Regions from separate parts of the Mus musculus genome. Here regions 1, 2, 3 and 5 are each linked to region 4. A link is a contact called in public HiCAR-type, HiChIP or PLAC-seq and promoter capture Hi-C data. All regions are on one chromosome and are shown on one strand. The core of a region is the stretch at or near the end of the contact, and the rest is flanking DNA. Distances in the headings are between cores, read along the strand shown. Region 1 overlaps Cdh13 (cadherin 13). Region 2 overlaps Cdh13 (cadherin 13). Region 3 overlaps Cdh13 (cadherin 13). Region 4 holds the start of Cdh13 (cadherin 13). Region 5 holds the start of Hsd17b2 (hydroxysteroid (17-beta) dehydrogenase 2).

Region 1 (4,206 bases), core at 1,706-4,205, 650 kb after region 4:
CCTGGAAAACCTGCCTCCTCCTCCTCCTCCTCCTCCTCCTCCTCCTCCTCTCTGCACTGCCCCTTAAGCAGCTTCCCTTTCCCATCTCTTCTCGTGAGAGTTGGGCAGATCCTATTCTGTCAAATCTTTCTCTGATTCATCACTTTGTCTGCCTGTCAATTAGACATCACTTTCAAACATGGCTGCTTCTTCTACTGACTAATTTTATCTTCATTGTTTGGGATTAAAGGTGTGTCCTAAGGGTCTGTCTGTATTCCACCCAGAGCCGCCTTGTTGCTGGATTAAAATTCCTCTGCACAGTTCAGTATGAGAACCTAAGTCAGAGACAGCTAGAGACTTTACATTTGAGAAACAATGGGTTAAACCTTCTCCATCCAATTTCCAACCAGAAAACACAGATGCAGTTAGGAAGAGAGTGCTTCTGAATCGCTTAGCATGGATCATGAGCCTGCCTCTTTAGGATAGAACTGGAGGAGGCAGCTTTGCGATTGAGAGTCACACCAGAACAGCTAGGGACAGCCATTAAGAAAATGGCCCAAAGAGTTTTTATTTCTTATCAGAGAGAGATGGGATGCTAAGAAGTCCAAACGTATAGATATCTCCTGTATCATACAACAAAACAGAATACCCCTACCTCAAAAGAACTCAGGGGTTTCTCTTTTGCTTTCAAACCTACATTGTGTGTCTGAAATTTGGCAGCAGTGGGAGCTTAGATATATAGGGAAAACTAGTAGAGGCCAGCCTTGGAATCTGCACGTGAATTCCAGCTGTGGTGTCATACCCATGACCCTAGCCTTGAATGTATAAGACCTGCTGTAGAGTACAGATTTCCCAGGAATCAGGAGGTCACAAGGAAGTCAGCTGGAGGCACTGATTCTACTGGGATCAATTAGCCAGCTCCCAACTGTATCTGGATCCTGTAGAGAAACAGAACAGTGAGTATATATAAGGCAATTTATTAGATTGGCTTACACTATACAGTCTTGGTAGCTCAACACAGAGAGGCTGAGAACCCAGTAATTACACAGTCTGCAAGGCTAGACGTCCCAGCAGTTCAGATCTGGATCTGAAGGGCTGAAGGCTTCCTGGAGAGCTGCTGGTCTTTAGTCTATATTAGAAGCCCATTTGGAGTCTATCTTCCTACTTCAAATAATCTGATCCAGAAAATCCCTCACAGGAGTGCCCAGGCTTGCCTTTCAGTTGATTCCAGCTGCGGTCAAGTTGACAACAAACACAAACCATCACGCTGTCATCTTTCAGTCTGCTATGGAAGAGACAGCAATTAAGTCCTAATAACAAGCAGAGCTCTGGCATGTATCTGTGAGTTTATGAACTGTTTTTGAAACACTCACAATCCCTCTCCAGTCCTATTTACGTTTTTAGTAATGGGGAGCATAGAGTAAGTGACAGCCAGTCCTGAAAGAGAAGTCCTTGAAGGCTACCTGGCAGACTGCACAGCTATTGATATTTTGACAGACGCATTGATGACTTGATGGCCTTGAAAGTGATCCACTTTGACGAGCTGAAATCTGTAAACGCAGATGCTGGTGTCCCACTCCATAGAAGCCAGGCTTCCCACACACCCCTTAATCACAGCCGTCCTTCCTGCTCATAGTGCCAGCAGAGCTTGAGAGGACTGGGAGCTTAAAAAGCAACTTTCAGGAAGTTGACCCCATACTAATAACTCGATAAAGCAAAATGGCTCCTCAAAAGGGTGAGACCGCCATGCTTAGAAGTGCTAGGGCCAGGGAAGTAGCTCTGTTAGTAAATGCTTAACCTTGACGCACAGGAACCTGATTTTGACATTTAGAACCTACAAGAGAGAAGGAAAGGAGGGAAGGAGGGAGGGAAGAAGGGGGGAAGGAGAGAGGGAGGGAAAGAGAGAGGGAGAGAGGAAAGCGAGAAGGGAGGGAGGGAGGGAGGGAGGGAGGGAGGGAGGGAGGGAAGAAGGAAGGAAGGAAGGAAGGAAGGAAGGAAGGAAGGAAGGAAGGAAGGAAGGATGGATGAGGGATAGAAAGTATGGTAGCGAGCCTGTAATCCCAGTAGATCCAGTCAGCCTAGACTAGATCCTGCCTCAAAAAACAAGACGAGTGGAGCCTGAGGCTTGAAAGCCAAGGTTGTACTATGGCCGTCACAAATATGCATATGCATGAACATGAAAGGTTCGACTGAGAAGGCTACTCGAGCTGTAAGAGAGGAATCTAGACGGGGCGAAAGAAGAAACGGAGCTAAGACAAATTTATTCTGATCAAAGCTCAAATTTTATTGTTGGGACACTAGTTATGAAGGAAGGGGGAGGGGACCCGATTTTCGCCGAATAATCTCGGGTCCAGTAGAAAGGTGCACGTGTGTGGCTCCTCAGGTTCCAGCAGTGGGCGTGGCAGAACGAATGAGCAGGAAGCTCCACCCCGAGCAAGCAGGTTTCAGGCTGGGGGAGGGGAGACTACATCTCCTCCCTTTTATTAACAAAATTTAAAAAAAAAAAAAAGAAAAAGCTGGCCTGAGGGGGGAAAATTATCTATGCTCAATAGTTCTGCCTGGAATCTAGGGCTAAAGAAAAAACTTGCTTCACTGGGATTCTTTAACTTTTCTTATGGTAAACTGTATCTGGCTTAAGACTGTCCTTTCTTAGTAAACAACTAACTGAAAGGCCTGGAGCTGCAGACTCTGACTTTATAATGCTAATTAGTACTTGGTAGGTAACTTTCTAGTTGACCTCTGCATTTTTGGATGATAGGTGGGAAACAGGGAGAAGGAGTTCGACCGGCTCTTGTAGTACAAGGCCAATTGGCTTATTTATTTGGGTGGGAGGCAGTGAAGGGCTTGCCCTTTCAATAGTACGTCTCCAATCTCTCTCTTTCGCCGAATAATCTCGGGTCCAGTAAAAAGGTACACGTGTGTGGCTCCTCAGGTTCCAGCAGTGGGCGTGACAGAACGAATGAGCAAGAAGCTCCACCCCGAACAAGCAGGTTTCAGGCTGGGAGAGGGGAGACTACACATATGCACGTGCACACACACCATACACACAGAGTTTGCAACCCACATGATGATGAACCCAAACTATGAACTATATTTTATTTTTTAATCACTTGTTGATTCTTTGAAATTTTCATAGGTATAATTACTACACCACGCTACTCCCTACCTCTAATTCTTCCCTGCATCCCCCAAATACCTCACTAGCAGCTTCACACCCTCTTTTATCTTTTTAAAAAATAACTCACTGATACCAGTTAGTACTTCTCGTATGTACATGGGTGTAAGGTCATCCAGTGTGATATAGGCTAGGACATAGGGAACCTGTTAGTGACCATCCACCCACCCACCCAGTAGCCATCAGTTGCTAACAGCTCTTCAGTTAGTTCTTCCATGTTGGAACTTTAACAGGCTAGACCTTGTGCAAGCCTCATAAAGCCAACCACAGTTGCATGTGAGCAACAGCCCTGGCAAGTCCAGGGGACAGCATGCACCATGCTCCTCCCATTCCTCAGCACTCCCGTTCTCTCTGCCTGCTCCTCCAACACTCTTGTATAGGACAGCTTCACTATGTGGCACGACGACGATCCTTACCAGCGCAGCTTGTATATAGAGTCCTTTGTGCTGCTAATTTAAAATGCAAGCGTTTTCAGGGCACATAACTTATAATGAATGACAACGGCTTTATTTTCCATTACTTTCCTTGATGTTGTTAAACAATAGCGTCTGGAATTGGCTAAGGAAGAACAGTTACTTGAAATATGTGCTGCTCTGACTAGACTGATCCCGACTTAATGAGCTTTTACAGGGTTTTATGCATGACTTACTGCCCGCATTACATTGCTAAGGTAAGCTACTTAAAACCACACTGCGATATGATGTTTTTCCGTTCATTTGTCTGTTTCATTAATGATGGGATGTATTTTTCCGGCACACAAATCCTATTTATGATCAAGACGTTGTTGTTGTGTAGATCAACTTAAACCCTTACACAGTGTAATTTACCTGCTGTCAAATCTCATTTGAAGAGCCATTGTCTGCTATGCCCCTAATCAAAAATGTGCCCAGGTGTAATGAGCTATGCATGTCATGTCTAGTATTATTTATTTTTAATAAACTTTTCTTCACCCCCCACCTCACTTTGGGATGCTGGCAATCTATAATAGTTTCCATGTCGCTATTCTTCTTTGTTAACCAATTATCTTCCCAGCTGGGAAAATGTTTCAGACA
Region 2 (4,241 bases), core at 810-3,309, 550 kb after region 4:
CTCTCACTGTGGTGACATTTAAAATGCTTCCTGCTCCACCAAACAGCCCATTGGATTTTTCTCTGTATCTTTTCATAATGGCTAATTGCTAAGCAATTGATTGAATCCCCCTTTGTTCCTGTGTAATTTACTAAGTTGGCCAGAACAAGCGGCTTGACCATTTCTCGGCTTGCTCGTTTTGGTCACCTAGAGGGCAGGCTTTGGGCTAGAGATATGCTTATTTGGTTAAATTCTTGTAGACCGTCGATCTGACTATTTAATGTAGTGACTTAGGACAAAAGTTCAAAGGACACGCATATCTAAGTGTCCGCTGGGGAGTCTCTTAGCCTGCCTAAGCCTTGGGTTTGGACTTGGAAGATAGAAACAAGATTCTACCTCATACCGCTTAAGGAAGGGTCATAAGATGTGACTGCTTGTCAGGGCTCAGCCCCCTGTGTAAGCAACATAATCTATCACGTGAGTTGGCTTTTTAATAACATTTTTTATTCTTTGCATTTCATGCATTTATATAATGCACATTGACCATATATGTCACCTCCTGACAATACCCAGTAAGTGTCCCCATCCCAGTTCCCTACCAAAGTCATGCTAGGTACTCTTTTTATTTATTTCTTTCTATTGTTAAGAACCCCCTGAGTCAGGATCTGGAGAGGCGGCTCAGCAGTTGAGAGACACTTATTGTTCTTGCAGCAATGTAGGTACTCTCAGTACCCACACTGGGTGGCTCACGACTGCCTGTGACTCCAGCTCTAGGGGATCTGACACCCTCTTCTAACCTCTGTAGGTATTACACACACATGCACAACTGCATCCACAAATACACATAAATTTTAAAGATTAAATGTGTGGCTCATACTGGGCCATGAGGAACCTACCAGTGGTCATATCCAGAAAAGAAGGCGATTCCCTCCCTCAGGTGCTATAAGCTGCCAATAGATCCACAGCCAAGAGTGGAACTCCAACCCCTCCCCCCACCCATGCCTGCTGCAGTGTTAACTGTTTCTTGTGCTGATCATGTGTAGGTAACCAGAGCTGCTGCTGTGCACATCAACTTCAAGAAGTTTGTTATTTTCTCTGTCAGCTGCTGATGATGCAAATTTATAAGAGCTTGGACCAAATCCTTAACCTCTGTGCCTCAATTTCCCCAGTGGGCAAAATCAACGTAAGAATGCCACTGCTCATGTCTTAGGTTTATCTGATGGTGGGAGTTGAGGGGAACATGATGAGGGGTGGGGTGAAAGGGGACAGTGTGAGGACAGTGAGGGGACAGTGTGAGGACAGTGTGAGGACAGTGTGAGGACAGTGAGGAGACATGAGGATGGACCCAAAGGAAAGTTCATGGGTCGCCAGGCATGACCTGTATCCTGCTGCTGGGCACTCTTTCTAGAAACTTCTCTGCCTTCTGCCCTCCCAGAGAGTCTCCTCAGAGTCTGATCTTGGGGATTAGCATTCACAAATGCAGAGTGGCTGCCTCACATGCACAGTGGTATTCTTCAACACTGACAGTCCATCCAGCCATGTCTGCTACGTGTTAGGAGCCATGGTGAAATCGTCTCTATAGAGGATTGGGGCCGGGCAAATAAAGGGACAAGGGATGTCAGCCCTGAGCTGAGGAGTTGCCACCTTTGGAAGGGTTCTCTGAATGATGCCAGTGTGTGTTTTCTCACTTCTAGATGTTATCACAGGATGATAGGTAACGGATGCTGCTTCCCCCAGTCCCCGCCCATCTCCCACATAAAAGAGACATCACACTTGGAGAAAAGTAATTTCCCCAGAGCTGAGTCCAAAGAAGAAACATAAATCCGGGTGGCGCAAAGGAACAGGATCAAGGTCTCCTTAGCCACAGCCACCTTCGTGAGCGTAGAACTAGCGACTCCACGCTGCTATCTCTAAGGGGGAGGGTTGAGCTGCAAGTGTGTGTGTGTGTGTGTGTGTGTGTGTGTGTGTGTGTGTGTGTGTGTGTGGTCACGAAGCCTCCTGCAGTCTTAGATTCAGGGAGTTGGGCGTGGGGGCTGACTGTTCCCTTACTTTAGGTAGCCTGAGCTGTGTATATCAAGGAGGCATGCCCAGGCACGTGCCCAGGGATCTGAGGGGAACAATTGTTACACATGACTCACAGGCAAGCGTATCTCAGAGGTGGGGATGTGGTTTTATTTGCAGTTTCCATGGTATAATTGTCTTCATCCCCAAACCACAGAAACCACTTCAGTGAAACTGAAGAAAGACGCTGGTGTGCTAGTATATGCATGAAATCCAAGTGCTTGGGGGATGCTGAGACAGGAGAATGAGAACTAGAGATCATCTGAGCCCCTGTCATGGGGTGGGGAAGAAATAGGGAGGGGGTGAGGAGGGAGAGGATCAGGAGGAAGAGAGAGAGAGAGACAGCAGGCACTCTGTGGCTGTCTGGCTCCCCCCCCCCCCCCCCCCCGGCGGAGTGAGGGTGTGTGCATCTGCAGATAATACTGCGAACAGTATTGCCAGCATCCAGGGAGGTGCAGAACCTGTGCTGAATGGCAGGTGACAGGGTGTCCTCAATGGCAGCTCTCCCCTTGCACTGCTCACCCTAGTCCCCCTAGCAAGTCTCCTGTGGGTACCAGGCCCTCCTCACATCAGAGAGAGCTGAGGCTTAGAGAGATTTAGTGACGGTTTCTCCGAAAGTGGATAATCGAGGTATGAATAAGAACTTGAACCTGAAGCTTGAGCCCGATGCTCTGAACCCCACCTCCAATGGATGATGCACAGAGGGCTTGATTCCCCTCCTCTGAACTGGGAGGGAAGCCCACTCTTTCCATGTAGAGCCTGTGTTCTCTGTAGGATGGGAAAGCACAGGCACTGTGTTTCAAGGCAAAGCAGACAGGCCCTGCCCCTCACTCCGAGCAGTCCACGTGTGCAAGAGTGCTGCTCACACGCAGAGCATATCCGTGCTCTCTTTTACATCACAGCATCGATTTAGTGTTAGATCTGCCCCTCTAGCTTAGATCAGGGTCGGCCCCCACACCAGAACCGGGGAGGGCCAAAGGGAAGCATTCAGCCTGAGGTCCAGCAGGTCTCAGATCTGATGGACAGCTTTGCCTGAAAACCCTGCTCTACTAGTTAAGGTTCCGCCTCCATCTTTGGAAAGTGAGGCTGACACACAGGCTGCTTGGATTACAGAAGTCAGTGTCAAAATATAAAGCAAGGCCCCTGGGAAGCTGTCTGCCCCACAGTGCTGATGCTGTCCCTTCTGTTTGCTTCGTCTCCCATGGAGTCCAAAGGGACTGTCAAACAAGAACCCTGCCACAGAGCCACAAGCTCAGTCCACACTAAGATGGCTGAGATGAGGCCAGCAGGGCTCACCACTCCTCTCCCGTCCTCACACAGCGATCTGGGGAGCCTGAGCTTTCTGTTCTCACGCTCACTATTAAGGGCCCAGCCCAGCACAGTTTTTAGAGGCAGAGGCTTTGTTTTCTTTTCTCTCCCCGGAATGTGACTTCCATTACAGGAAGAGGCAGAAACTTGATTAGGAAGGATGGAAACACAAATGGAACCGTGTCAGGTCTCCCAGCAGCCTGAGCTATCCCGCGCTGACGATGGATATTTCTCACTCCATTCAGGGCTCCCTCAGATGACAGCCATTCCCGTCATCGTCAAAACAAAAGGCAGCTCGATGGGGCTGGTCAATCCGTGCCCTTTGCTTTTCTTGGATAAAAAGAAAATGACTTAACTAAATCTTCTTTTCTTTTGGATGAAAAGGAACTTTAAGGAAAAGCAGTTTAGTAGCAAATAACTGGCTTGAAGATAGAAGTGGGCTCCACTTAGCCACCTTCTCAAGTTGGATACAGGGGGAGGGGGGGGGAGTACCTGAGAGCAGGTTTGTGGCAGTAACAGCATCAGGCCAGCCACCACCAACACAGCCATTGTCGTTTGCAGAAAGCATGGAAGCTGCAAAACTCTTGTCTCTGTAGCCTCCCTTGCCATCACTGACAGTCTCCCTCCCTCCCTGATATACCACATCGTGCCTCACTGGAATTTCAAGCTAATGGTGGTAGTCTTTTTCACATACAGATAGCAAAATCTGTGTAAGGCTGACTGAAGAAGAATAACCATAAGAAGATGAACCCTTCTCAGTGTTTGAGTCTTCCCTCCAACTTTGAGGATTTGCCCTAAAGAACAACTCCAAATGCAGAGTACCTTTGCCCTCTCAGGGACATGTTCGCAGTAGCTTTGTTCACAGTGTACAACTAAGATAGTCACGCGCCGGA
Region 3 (4,476 bases), core at 290-2,789, 510 kb after region 4:
GCAGTTGATTGTAGAAAGTGTGTCACTGCGTTTAAGGGAACTGGAGCTTTCTTTTTATGGGAACGCAAACGGGCCCAGCGGGATAACATCACATTGCTTGAGCAGTGGAGGGGAGAAGCCTGGCTTGGAGGCTGTCAGTCTGTCCAGGGAAATATCATTCACCGTCCCAGGGAACACTGGCAATGGGATCACCGCAGGCTGCTACCATTACCTGCCGCTTATTGTATTCTGGGAATCTCTGCTCCCACCCAGTGAGGGGGTGATTCCTGGACCCACTGGGAAGTCCTTTCTTTAACGAGGGAGGTGCTCTGCTCTCCTCAAGAGCAAGGGCAGAGGTGATGTCACACCTGCTTCTGTCTGATCTCATAGTTAAAGAGAATATACCTTTCTTCATCTTCTTTGCTGTCTGCCTCTTTGCCAAGTGTTTTTCAAGTCACCACCCCTCCCTTGTTCCTTCAAATGCCCTTTCTTCTCGTCTGGCTTTGCGGGAGGTGCTGCGGTCCTGGATTAACTAATACAGGGCTTCCTTGAGGTTGCTTGTCTGTAACGCCTTCTCAACTTGTCTCACTTTTTCTAGAGCTCACTTCTTCTCAGGTCTACTATCACTGCAAACATGTTAATAATTCATCAATCTGGTGCATTCTTTCCCTCTCTCTAGAGTTTCAAGCCTGCTTTCCCTCAATCCCTAGGCAGTCAACCACCTCGAATTTGATGTAGTCCTGCTTTGATTCCTCATCTTCCTTTCCGAGTCTAATCCTCCCATTTGCCCAAAGTAGATGACTGAAAATAATCTAGGTCTTAAAAATACCCAAGCCAAAATAAATAAATAAATAAATAAATAAAAGCTACACCATTCATCAGTTGGCTAATTCCATATCTCTGAGCAGCACTGTGAATCCCCGTGACTCTGGTGGAGTTAAATTTATTCCCAGCTTAAAAAAAAAAAAAGAAAAAAAGAAAGAAAGAAATAACCACAGTGAAGATCAAGGGGATAATGATGAAGCCCGCTCTCCCAGGAAGCTCCATCTGTAACTTTGTTTTGGCAAGACCATACTTCCATGTTTCCCAAATACCTTCTAAGCAACTTTTGGGCTCAGCAGGGTCTGTCTTTTGGGTTTTATGTGTCTGTAATGATGAACTGGGGCCTCCAGGAGAAAGCTAGGTAAATTGAAGGGAGAACGGCGCTGGTCAGAAAGCTGCACCTTGATGCTTGAATCTCTCCAGTGAAATTTGGAGCCAATGTATCCACATGAAAAGAACCATAACAGAGAAAGGAAACACAGCCATTTCAAATGTCAAGACACGGTGGACAGTAAAAGGAATATTACTGTAATTTCTTATTTGAACAGGCATGACATGGATTTAGTCAATTTATTAGCAGTAAGGGCTGTCTCTCAAGCTTGTAAAGCGGCAGGGGGTTGGGTGAGAATGGTTTTAAACTTTTTACAAAAGGTACCTCGCAGGGCGATGTGCTGTCATTCAAATGACAGATTCATATTCAAATAGTGGGGGAAGTATGCTCTTTAAAAGGGTTAGGTCGAGCGGGTTTTTCTCAATTTCCCACTCTGGTGAAGCAGTTGGCGGTGGGGAGGTGCTGGGTGGAGCAGAACTGAGGGAAATCTCCCCTCTCCATGGGTGGAGCACCTCTCTATTTTACTGTGCTCCTTGGGCTGATCTTTAAAACATCTTCGAAAATAAGTTTGATTAGAGTGGCACATAAGTTCTAAATAGATAGCAATTAATATCGGGGTTGTCATAGTGATAGGTCTGTGACAATGGAGATGGAGATGAGGAGCTTTGCCCACTAAAATTACAGTTTCTCCTGCTGGAGAATGTCAACAAATGGCTATGACCCCAGAAGTGTAGAGATAGATCAAAGGCCATATTTAGCATCTGGCAATCTGGGCCCTTCCTCGGCCTTTCCAAAGGCCAGTTCCACCACTGCACAACTGTAACAGCCACTCATAATCTTAAAACCCTCCCTTTGCCTTCTGAGATGTGACTTCTGATCTAGAGAGAGGGGGAAACAGAGGGGTTGATATTTTATAAATATCAATTTTCACAAATCTCCGATCCAGTGGCATTAACCGATGAGCTCAGGGTTGCTTGAAAACTCCCCTCCCTGCACAACTGTAACCATGGCAACCTGCGTCTTAAAGAATGTCAGAGATGTTTCTAAACATGAGGTGAGCAGAAACAGAAATCTTTGCCTGAGAACCCCTGTCTGGTCCCAACAGGTCACTTGTTTTTGTCTTACTGGGGTTTGATGTCATGCTTGAAGATTTCCTGTTGTGGGAGAAATGGCCAACTCCAGATTGTCACAAATCTGAGGTCACAGCTGCTGGTCTGCAAACAAGGCTTGCCCCTTACACCAAGACTTGCTGTCATCTTGCCTCACCATCTTCTGTTAGACTGTTAGAAAGGTTGGCAACACTCTCTGAAAGATTTTGAATCTTTGATTCTGTTTATAAGATTCTCAGGGGCTTCATTCATTCTTTTAAGCTTCTCAGAGGCTTCATTCATTCAAATCAACTACAACCTCAGTTTTCCAGGGTAACATGCTGATATCTCCCCAAAGTGTTGGGTCGGAGTAGAAGGCAGTGTTGAATATTTGGACTTCAAGTAATTGAATATTGGGCTTCTATGTTTAAGTCACCAATTAAATAAAGATATACATCCATTTTCTTTTTTAATCGGTCAACTGTTTACCACTGTGGTTGTTTTTCAATGAGTCATGCTAATTATGTTTAAGCTGAATGTTGAGAAGAGACATTGATTATAACCAAAGATTCTTGATAGTGACTTGGAGCTAAGAGTGCGTAGGTTTCAAACCATAGGATACTAAGTATGAGAACATAAGTATCTCAGCTCTTTCACTCACACATCTTAGCATGGCATCCTCATTTCTCCTACCTGCCCCACCCCTCTACCTACTGACTCCGCATTTTGTGTATTTGGAAAGTTGAAGGGTCAACCACTCACCTAGACTCTTCCTTCTCCACATTCTTCTTTCTTTACCTGGCCGTCTCTGTCACTCTCCATTCTCACTTTGCATGATACCTCCAAAAAACAAACACAAACTTGAAAAGTCTGCCTGAAACCAGAGTATCAGAAGGCTGGGATTTTAGTTAAACAACCCATGAGGTCATGTGGTTCAGCAGCCAATGAGGTGGTGTGGTTCAACAACCAATGAGGTCGTTAGGTCATATGGGATCATAATAAGTCAAAGACGGCTGGCAACTGGGTTGAGGAACAATCTGACCACTATCTGTGGATGCTCTTCTGTTCTTCAGAATCCATCTTTTTCTCTACCATAGCCAATTTCTGACCTCCATTTTTGATTTTTAATTCAGAAGCAAAGCCAAGTATCCTCTGTTGTCATTATTGCTTAAGGATGAGGTCTGTTTTAGAAAGAAGTAAAGGAAAAAAAAATAGGTTAAACTTGAACCCCATCTCCAACATAATTACAAGTTGTTAAATAAAAACAGGGAAACCTGAACAGCATCCCAGACTCAGCATTTCCATGCCCAAGGCTTCATTTCCTGTGGGCTTCACTTTGCAGATAACAGAACACAATCTGTGTTCCATCTCTGCACATATGAGGGCCAGGCACTTACCAAAAGCTCATTATCACCCCTGTGAAATTCATCATGAGTGGGTGAACATCATCAGGCTTCTGGCTATCGCCATCATCATCATAATCACCACCATCATCATCCTTCTTACTGTTGCCACCATCACCATCATCATATAATCGTCATCGTCACAGTCATTATCACTAGCAGCAGCAGCATCACCATCCTCCTCATCAGCACCACCAGCAGCACAGCATCTTCACTATCACCATCATCTTCATTGTCTTATCACATCAAGTCATCAAGCATTTCCAACAAATGCAAAGTCCTTTGCAGAGCTGAGTTCTTAAGCTTCTGTTTAGCATCCAGCCACCACTGCCCACCGGAATAAAGCTGGACAAACCTTTGTTCTGCTAACCTGTGAGCCTGAACTCATCTGGAAAAAGCAAACAAACAAACAAACAAACAAACAAAACCTTTCATCCTAGCCTAGCACCTCCTCGTCTCCTTCCTGCCAATGTCACCACCATCAGATTCATGCTTCACAGATGTGATTTTAAAAAGCTTATCATGCACTCAACACAATAAAGGCACTCTGCACACATTAGCGGTTCAGAAATCTCTCCACCACTGCACAGGACTCTGAGACAGCAAGGGCATCCTGCCTTCTTCACACAGCCAGTAGCTGATGGAGCAGAAGTGAAAAGCCAACGGCTTAATCCCAAAGCCCACGTGTTTAACAAAGTAACTACAACAGGCAGACTGTGGACTGAATGCATCCTTATCACAGGTAACCCTCTGTCGACTGGAGAGGTGGATGTCCCTAGCTTTCCTTTCTAACATGAACACAAAGGAATTGGGAGATTAGGCAGAAGGACAGACAGACAGAAAGACGCACACA
Region 4 (4,346 bases), core at 1,337-3,836:
GGGGCTCTGGGATGGTCAGGGCCTCTGTTGTGACTACACTTTCTTCACATCTGTTTCTACACTGTCTTCCTGCAGATGCTTACCTGCGAATACTCCCCAGTAAAGGCACTTTGCACAAATGCTTCTGATCCCTATTACCAGGGAAACAAACCAGCCTGTCTGACAGTGGCCATGAAACAAACACCCCAGCCTTGCAGTGACACATGTCACTCTCAATCACAGCTCCTTGGCTAGATCTGGTCACGTGCTACACCCCAATTGGAAACAAGTCTAGCCCTGACATTTACTTAGAAGGCAGAAGCCTAGGTACATTTTGCGAGAGACACTAAGGATGATGGATTGGGGAGAGCGCATGAAGGCTGACCAAAGTATAAAGGCAGGACACCAACTGTCGTTAAGGGTATCTAGGACCCTCCCTACTCAATGAGTGGCCTCCCTGGGCAAGGCTGTTGTTATGAAGATAAGGGAAGACCTTTCGATTCTACCAGTGCACTGTTACCTTGATTACCCATCCTCTGAGCTGAGCTGTCCCCTCTTCCTGTCTCCTTGTCTATATTTGCTAACCTCTGGTCTCAGGGTAGCTGGCCTCTGGTTGACCAGATGACGGTTTTCCTGGAATAGAGACTAATAGAGAGATTTCAGATATCCTTATTTGGATCTCTGTAGACTCCAAGCTTGTCTGCTATCTCTGAGCAGCAATGTGGGGGACGGATTTCTGTACACATGGCTCTCACACTGTCCTCTTTATGGAATGCCATCTACTACAGGACATGTTTATGAAATTCTCAGGGCAGGTGGCGCTATTTAGGCGATCAGATGAGAACGGATGAGGCAGTGGTTTCCTCAATATCGTCTGTGGGCTCTCCGGATGGCATTGCTATCTGTAATGTGTGTAGTTGGCTAAAACAACCAAGCACCAGACATGAAAGCATTGTCACGAAGGCCCTTGGGGGGTGGGGGTGGGGGAGAATCACATGCAGTGACCTTATGGCCAAGGCGCAGACAAGGGAGGAATTTTAGAAAGCATGTCAGTTTGAGTGGGTGAGGTGCTCATTCAACGAGGTGCCGCTGAATCCGCAGTGTGACCTTAGGAGTTTTAGCCAGGAGACAAATGGAGACTCAAAGTCTGGGCAACTTGCTCTGAATAAAGAGCTGGGGTGTCAGCAGGCTAGTTCAGTTCCAGACTCTAGGGTCCTCCTTACCGTCTGCTAGTTCTTGATTGACTTAGCTATCTGCTCTTTGATACATACCAATCACTGTCTCATCATCCCAGGCCCTGTGCTGGCAGTTGAAATATTTCCCAAACCCACTGGCCTATTGCTCAGTGTCTCGCTGTGACAGATGCCACGTGATATATTGATACCAGTATTGAATGTAACTTATACACATTTTCTTTACTTTCTTTCTTTTTTTTCATTTATATATTTTTTTTTTTTGTTTTTTTGTTTTTGTTTTTGTTTTGTTTGGTTTGGTTTGGTTTGGTTTTTTTGAGTCAGGGTTTCTCTGTGTAGTCATGGCGGTCCTGGAACTCACTCTGTAGACCAGGCTGGCCTGGAACTCAAAAATCTGCCTGCCTCTGCCTCCCAAGTGCTGGGATTAAAGGCATGCGCCACCACTGCCCGGCTACTTATACACATTTTCTACAACAAAAATGGCATTCATTTTCTTTTTCATATTGCTTTGGCTACTAGGAAGCTCATTTGTCCAAATCACAGCAACTCGGTTGTAGTTGGAAGTTAGCGTTTTAGTTTTATAAACTTTTTTTGCGGTCCAAGTTTTCTATCTCAGATGGATAAATGCCTTTTATTGTAAAACCCATAAGTCCTCTCAGGAAGAAAGCTGCACGAAAATAAGGACTTTCCTGCCTTAGCTTTAGATCTCTTCGAGGGAAGAACCGCCTTATGTGTCCCTGTTTCTCTAATCTCCAACACTCCCCAACTCTAGGACTCCTTGAGCCATGGCTAGCACTGTTTCGAGCCCTTGGGAATAGCTCAGGGACTCTGAAAGGTCACATCCAAAGGGGGAAAAACAGAATTTTCTCAAGCCATGACTCACTCTGGCTTTGGTTCACGCTTGTGGAGTGTCGGCCAGTCCCACCCTCACCTGAGCAGTTAATAAAATCTATTGCTCCTTGATGGATTTTTCCTGCAAGCTAGAATTGATCTGTCCACTCTGTGATTTGTGGTGATGGCAGAAAAACACCAAACACCACCGGTGGCTGAGCCACTTTGGGGGCCGATGGGGGCGGGGGGGGGGTGAGGGGGAGAGGGCGAACGAAAAACAAAGCCAAAGAAATCTACCAGCAAGACTCTTAGGGCATAGAGGGCTGCGGCTGCGGGGGTCATTTTATGTGATTTATTGGGAATAAAGTGGATCTTATTAACATTTTAATAAAGAGAATCTTTTTTCGCAATGTGTTAGAAGTGGCTGCCGGTCCCGGGTGCAATTCCAGTTCCTAGGGAAAGTGGAATCAGTTGGCATTGCCCAGCCTGATTTGTGAGGCTGGGCACCAGGAGTCAAAAAAAAAAAAAAAAAAAAAGCCAACGTGCCGCCTCCTTGCTCGGAGGGGGCTCTCCCTGCGAGGTGCTCGCCCCTATCTGCCATGCAAAACGAGGGAGCGTTATGAAGGAATCCGTCTTGTAAAGCCATTGGTCCTGGTCATCAGCCGCTACCCAATGCTTTCGCGATGCTGCCGCTGATCTATTTGGGAAGTTGGCTGGCTGGCGAGGCAGAGCCTCTCCTCAAAGGCTGGCTCCCACGGAAAATATGCTCAGTGCAGCCGCGTGTGTGAATGCAAACGCCGCCAGGCGCTTCTTCTAGTCGGGCAAGATGCAGCCGAGAACTCCGCTCACCCTGTGCGTCCTGCTGTCCCAGGTAGGGAATGTGAGCCGCAGTCAGCGCGCTCCCACCAGCTTTCTGCATTCAGATCGCCCTGCTTGGTGATGGCCAGAAGCAATCGGAGGGACGCGGGGCTTCTGCTAGCCGCCGTGCAGATATACCCGGCTAGCTCAGATGCGAGGTCACCCTCAGCTCCGATCCTAGAGGAGCCTGGCTCCTCTTGCCGGCTAGTGTGTGTGTGTGTGTGTGTGTGTGTGTGTGTGTGTGTGTGCGCGTGTAAGCTCATTCTAGGGAAGACAGAGCCTTTTTGCAAGCAAAGCGACATCCTGGCTGACATCAAGTAGGGTAACTTTGGTTCGCCTCCTCCCGAGGTTCGTGCATCGGATACACACTCCTTTCGAGGCGACTCCTAGGGATTGTGCTTGCCCCGTAGCCCAGTGCCTTAGCCGGGAGGAGGGGGGGCGGGAAGAGCCATTCGGTTCAGCCGGCAGCCGGGCTGGGAGAGGCCGGAGCTGGCATCACTGACTTCCCGGGGCGCTCGTCCTCTCTTCGCCCAGCTCGGCTGGCGAGCTGCAAGGCGCCTCCCGCCAGCGGATCTCCGCAGCCCGGCTGCTGCTGTCTTTCAAAGCAAGGCGCCCGCCGCTCCGGCTTTGGGGTCTTCCGGCTCTCCAGCTCCGGGCTGAAAGGGGCCTGAGCACGATCCCCGGTCTCCTCTGCATAGCGCAGGCCCACTACCCCCAGCCCCTTGGGCCCCCATTGTCCAGACAGCTGGAGCTCCTGCCCGAGCCCAGGCTGCAGCCTCTGTTGTCTTCCCCGGGCGGGCGGGTGGCGCTGAGCACAAGGAAAAGTTCAAGCCTCCTCACCAGGCTGCAGCTGCCTGGCAGATAACCCTCCAGATCCTTGCGGTGCCAGGGCAAGGTTGGGAGAGCAGGAGAGGCATGTTGGGGCTCTCCTCAGCCCGGCTGAAGCTCGGAGATCCCTGGAAGTTTGGGTGTAGGAAAGCAACACTTAGGGGACAGGCCAGAGGCACTGGAGGCTGAGGAGGCACGCCCAGTCCTCCTCTAAGGACTGAAGCTCCAGGAAGCATGCTGGCATACTGGCTCGGTCCCTCCTTGTCCTTTTAGGCAGCCTCTGGGAACTAGAACTGGCAGTCTACAAGTGGGTAGTTGCAGAAGTGCAGGGCCATGCAGAGAGAATGGGGGGGGGGGGTGCGGGAATGCCTGAGGCATGGGTGTTGAGTTTTCTGGGCAGGATTCTTGGGTTCCAGTGGAAGAGGCACGGGGTTGTACATGAAGTGGGAAACTGGAGATGAAGTCAGGGTTCGGTAGGAAGCCTTCTAAGGGGAGATGGCTGCTGGAGAGGAGCTGGCACCCCAGAAATGCAATGACCATAGAAATGACCCAAGGGTGTGTGTGTGAGTGTGTGACCCTGCCAGGACCCTGGGTGACAGAGTAGTAAGATGCTTTCTGCTGGGCAGGCTCTCCTGTCCTGAGTTCTGACATCTCTGT
Region 5 (3,968 bases), core at 247-2,746, 580 kb before region 4:
TGTCCTAGGCAGACACCAGTAAGCACCACACCCATCAAATCCCGTGGGAGCTCCCCTTGGGTGTCAGTATAGGAACTGGTGGTCCGAGTGTGTGTGTGTGTGTGTGTGTGTGTGTGTGTGTACGTGTGTGTGTGTGTGTGTGTGTGTTTGTGTGTACGTGTGCTCATGTGTAAGTGTGTGTTCGCGCTCATGGTATATAATACCCAGATACCTATATATAGAGACTGAACTATCTCTCCAGTTTTTACAGAAGGGCTCTTGAGCTGGTGAGTCACAGGTGTGTGGATTCAGATTCCTTGCTCTTGGATAAAGTACAGCCTCTCCCAGCCTGAATTTTCTAGTTTACAAGCTGACTCTAACAAAGGATTGTGTAAGATGCAAGCTGGGCAAAAGGAGGAACTAGCACAGGAGGGGTTGCTTTTCTGTGTTTGACCGAAAGCAGACAGTGGGTGGTTCAAAGGGCAATGCCGGGGATTGACACCCTGCTGCGTTCCGGCTCCTAATCTCTCTAGTCTCCTATTGATTGCCTCTCTCGTTATTGCCACACGAATAGAAATGTTGTAAGGACATCCTATTCGGAGACCGAGTCCTACTACCAAGAACAGAGCCTCCAACAGGGTAGACTGAGTCAGAATTGAGCAGAGCACTGGTTCTGACAGCTTCTCTCAGTCTGATTGTCATTGCTATGGTCTCTCTCTGGCACAACTGCCCTCTGGGAAGACACAGGCACCTTCCATCTGCCTCTAAGGTGAGCCTTTTTTTGGCTCATTGAGCCCTTAACCTGTCTCAGTTGGCAGTAGTCCTCCAGATACAGGCCAGATCGGGGATGCTCTCTTCTTAGAATCCACTTTCCAAGCTTCACTGATTACCTGGATAACACACACACACACACACACACACACACACACACACTCACAGCCACACATACAGATACACTCGGAGTTAGCAAAAGAACTCAACCAACACAGAGAGGGCACATCCAAAGGAGATTGTCTTCTTGTGATTCCAAGTCTGTCAATCATTATCTGAGTAAACATCTGTCAGGTGGGAGGGTGCGTGTGCGCGTGCGTGTATGTGTGTATGTGTAAGTGTGTGTATGTCTGTATGTGTGTGTATGTCCGTGTGTGTATTATGTCTGTGTGTTACGATGTGTGTGTGTCTATTTGTGTGTATGTGCCTATTTGTGTGTATGTGCATGTGTGTATGTCTATATGTCTGTGTAGGTGTGTGTATATTTGTGTGTGTGTGTATGTGTGTGTGTACGTGTGTGTGTGTGTGTGTGTGTTTGTGTGTGTACGTGTGCTCATGTGTAAGTGTTGAGTGCCTTAGGGGAATGAGCAGGTATTTATATCACAGTGCACAGTTTAAATTACATCCTGGGAGTAGTCTCCCCTATCACTACCTTTAACATGCTTGTTCAAAGGGTGCGGGGGCTGTCGTTCCCCCCTCCCGCTTGCCTCTCCCTTCATATAAGCCTGGGCTGCCTCCAGCCAGCTTCTGCACTCACAGTATTCACTGGCCCAGAGCAAGTGAAGGCCAGTGGAGAATGAGCCCGTTTGCCTCTGAGTCAGCATGGCTCTGCTTGGCTGCCGCTGCAGTGCTGGGGGGCACGCTTCTCTGCGGATGCCGGAGTGGCAGGCAGCTGCGGAGCCAGGCGGTGTGTCTCGCTGGCCTCTGGGGAGGTGCCTGCCTGCTCAGTCTGTCCCTCCTCTGCACCTTGTTCCTCTTATCCGTGGCCTGCTTCCTTCTTCTGTATATGAGTTCATCTGACCAAGACTTGTTACCTGTGGATCAAAAGGCCGTGCTGGTGACAGGTAAGTGGCCAGCATTCCTGTGATTGTCCTGCGGAGAAGAGTCTGATACTCTCTGTCCTCAGTGGGGGGACACTGTCAGTTTTGGCTTGAGTGGGAAGTGCTTAGAGTGAATGACAGGCAGCACATACCCGAGTGGTTCTCACTGCCTTTTTGCGTGTCCTTTGGTTTGGATGGGCTTTGGAAGGAGCCAGTGGTAAGACAAAACGTGACAATTGCTCAGGGCCACAGATCTATACAATGAGTGTGTTAATTTCCTAGGAATAAATATAAATAAGTAAAACAGCATCATTTCACGTGTGTTCTTGTACCAGGAAATACCTGACAGACTTCTTCAGGCTTGGTTGCTATTCTGTTCTGAGGTGACTATTTATCTAGGTCCTAGGCCTGGTCACCCCTCTATGTATGGAAGGAAGGTGGCCAGTCAGCTTTGGCACAATACTGTGTGTCTAGGGACGCCACTGTACTTTGAGCCTTTGCAATTTGCCAGGCTGCTGTCCCGAACCACGAACCACCCTGTTGTCCTGTTTGAACCTTTTCTCTATATGTCATTAGTGTATTAGTGCTTCTTAATTAGATCAAACTGGCAGTGCGTGCACACGGAGCTAGCTGCTCATTAGCTGAGCTGCCAGCCTCTCACTTCTTCTGCAGGCTCTTCTGCAGTAAGCGCGAGGCGGCCAAATTAGATTCCTTGGAGTTGTAAAACGGGTTTGTTTGGTGAAAGCTGCAACTAGAATTCCCTCAAGTGATCCTAACCCAGAAAGGCCTGGAAAGAAGAGGAAAGGCCATCGGCAGAGTCACCTTGTGAGGAGGGTGTCACCCCTGCATAAGGAAGTCATCACCTGTGGCTGGGGCCCCTGGCTGTGGTCAGCAGGGGACTCGTGGACTGATGAATCAATTTTTTTTTTTTTTTTTTTACTTTAAATCCAGTAACAAAGATTCTTCTTGTGAGCACGGTTTGGTTCTGGCTGGGGTGTGGAAGGGCAGGACATCAGCTTCTCTGAGTTTAAGATACAACAGTGAAGTCGAGTAGTTATTGTATTTCCCAGTTGTACGAAAGAAGACAGAACCATTAAGTACACGTCTGTCTCTGTCTGTCTCTGTTTGTCTCTGTCTGTCTGTGTCTGTCTTTATCTTTCTCTCTCTGAGGATCAGAGGTCAATCCTGGGTGTGTGCCTCAGCCACTCCCCATTTTATCCTTTTGGTGGTATTTCTCCCCCACTCTGGAGCTCCTTGAGTGGCTAGCCTGGCTTACAAGCAAGCCCCAGCGATCCTCTTGGTTTTGGCTCTTCAGTGAGGAGCTGCCAGCATTTCCCACAGTGCCCAGCTTTTTCCGTGGGTGCCAGGGATCTGAACGTGGGCTCTCATGCTTACACAAGTCCCTCCCTCCCTGAAGCTATCCCCAGCCTCAGAAACTCTGGAAATAAATGAGGTATGGCATCCTGCCCATCACAGAATCGACAGGAAATGTAGACAATCCAGAGATCAATTCAAGGTTTAACACTTTTTCAGTTGACCTCTGAGAAGGAGCGATTCCAGCAGATCCCAAGATAGAGGAGAAAGCAGGACTCTGCTCCCCATTTATTTGGTGTCGTCACCACCTAAGTGAGGTGAGCAACACAAGCTCAGGGACTAAGCCCTAGGGGAAACTTCCAAATGTCAGAGCCGGGCTGGAGATATTTGAGAGACACTGAAATTGCCATTTCCCATCATTTGCACAATGAAAGCACAAGGTTGATATTATTCCTGGGAAGGCTTAAGATCTTTGCTAAAAGTTAGGGTGGAGCCCAGGGATAGAGGAACTTGTCTTGCTTGTGCTAAGGTCCAGAGTTCAGTCCCCAACACCACAAGAAAACAAACCAACCACCGCCAATACCAAAGAAAGAGAGAGAGAGAGAGAGAGAGAGAGAGAGAGAGAGAGAGAGAGAGGAAGGAAGGAAGGAAGGAAGAAAGGAAAAGGGAAACAAAGCCCAACCCTGCCCCCAAGCCCCAATGTACAAACAAACAAACAAAAAGCCAAACCAAACACAAAACCAAACTAAGCTCAAAATGAAATTAAAAAAGTTGAAAATAAATTTGTGATACCTGAACTCATTAAATTTTTAAAAAAGATTTATTTTTAACTATCCCCCCCTCTGTGTGTGTGTATGTGTGTGT

Evidence for each region. Promoter capture Hi-C pulls out the DNA fragments that hold promoters and counts their contacts. HiCAR-type assays count read pairs that join an accessible place to other places. HiChIP or PLAC-seq counts read pairs in DNA pulled down with a chosen protein or histone mark.
Region 1: an H3K27ac HiChIP or PLAC-seq map of embryonic stem cells shows a contact between it and region 4, with 5 times the contacts expected there. The contact joins the enhancer-like site here to the promoter of Cdh13 in region 4. A contact is called at or near these places in 1 of 39 promoter capture datasets (embryonic stem cells), 1 of 484 Hi-C or Micro-C datasets (the HL-1 cell line), 10 of 115 datasets of contacts at active chromatin or transcription factors (embryonic basal ganglia, embryonic forebrain, embryonic hindbrain and 3 more) and 1 of 9 other capture datasets (embryonic stem cells).
Region 2: an H3K4me3 HiChIP or PLAC-seq map of neural progenitor cells shows a contact between it and region 4, with 8 times the contacts expected there. The contact joins the enhancer-like site here to the promoter of Cdh13 in region 4. A contact is called at or near these places in 5 of 484 Hi-C or Micro-C datasets (the C2C12 cell line, embryonic fibroblasts, nephron progenitors and 2 more) and 15 of 115 datasets of contacts at active chromatin or transcription factors (SST interneurons, VIP interneurons, craniofacial prominence and 12 more).
Region 3: a contact with region 4 is called in a HiCAR-type map of embryonic stem cells, with 4 times the contacts expected there. The contact joins the enhancer-like site here to the promoter of Cdh13 in region 4. A contact is called at or near these places in 1 of 484 Hi-C or Micro-C datasets (cerebral cortex), 11 of 115 datasets of contacts at active chromatin or transcription factors (embryonic basal ganglia, embryonic forebrain, embryonic hindbrain and 5 more) and 1 of 9 other capture datasets (embryonic stem cells).
Region 5: a promoter capture Hi-C map of hippocampal neurons shows a contact between it and region 4, with 4 times the contacts expected there. The contact joins the promoter of Hsd17b2 here to the promoter of Cdh13 in region 4. A contact is called at or near these places in 2 of 39 promoter capture datasets (embryonic stem cells and hippocampal neurons), 1 of 484 Hi-C or Micro-C datasets (cerebral cortex) and 2 of 115 datasets of contacts at active chromatin or transcription factors (SST interneurons and embryonic forebrain).

What each region holds. Positions count from the first base shown.
Region 1 is chr8:118,934,691-118,938,896 of GRCm38.p6, forward strand. The region is part of intron 5 of Cdh13 (cadherin 13); the gene reads left to right. Among named protein-coding and RNA genes, the nearest start is that of Gm31893, 120 kb to the right of the region's middle. Within about 2 kb of position 2,956, at least 8 of the 459 cell types and tissues checked have an H3K27ac peak or open chromatin away from gene starts, as enhancers often do. A contact at or near this core is called in embryonic stem cells, where this site is marked.
Region 2 is chr8:118,828,377-118,832,617 of GRCm38.p6, forward strand. The region is part of intron 4 of Cdh13 (cadherin 13); the gene reads left to right. Among named protein-coding and RNA genes, the nearest start is that of Gm31893, 230 kb to the right of the region's middle. Within about 2 kb of position 2,060, at least 34 of the 459 cell types and tissues checked have an H3K27ac peak or open chromatin away from gene starts, as enhancers often do. A contact at or near this core is called in neural progenitor cells and stem cell-derived motor neurons, where this site is marked.
Region 3 is chr8:118,795,187-118,799,662 of GRCm38.p6, forward strand. All of the region lies in intron 4 of Cdh13 (cadherin 13), which reads left to right. Among named protein-coding and RNA genes, the nearest start is that of Gm31893, 260 kb to the right of the region's middle. Within about 2 kb of position 1,540, at least 8 of the 459 cell types and tissues checked have an H3K27ac peak or open chromatin away from gene starts, as enhancers often do. A contact at or near this core is called in embryonic stem cells, where this site is marked.
Region 4 is chr8:118,281,025-118,285,370 of GRCm38.p6, forward strand. Cdh13 (cadherin 13) reads left to right here and starts at 2,587. Exons shown (of 14, transcript NM_019707.5): 1 at 2,587-2,874. The coding sequence starts at 2,830. All of the region lies in intron 2 of Gm51555 (a long non-coding RNA gene), which reads right to left.
Region 5 is chr8:117,700,450-117,704,417 of GRCm38.p6, forward strand. It overlaps Hsd17b2 (hydroxysteroid (17-beta) dehydrogenase 2), which reads left to right and starts at 1,497. Exons shown (of 5, transcript NM_008290.2): 1 at 1,497-1,814. The coding sequence starts at 1,547.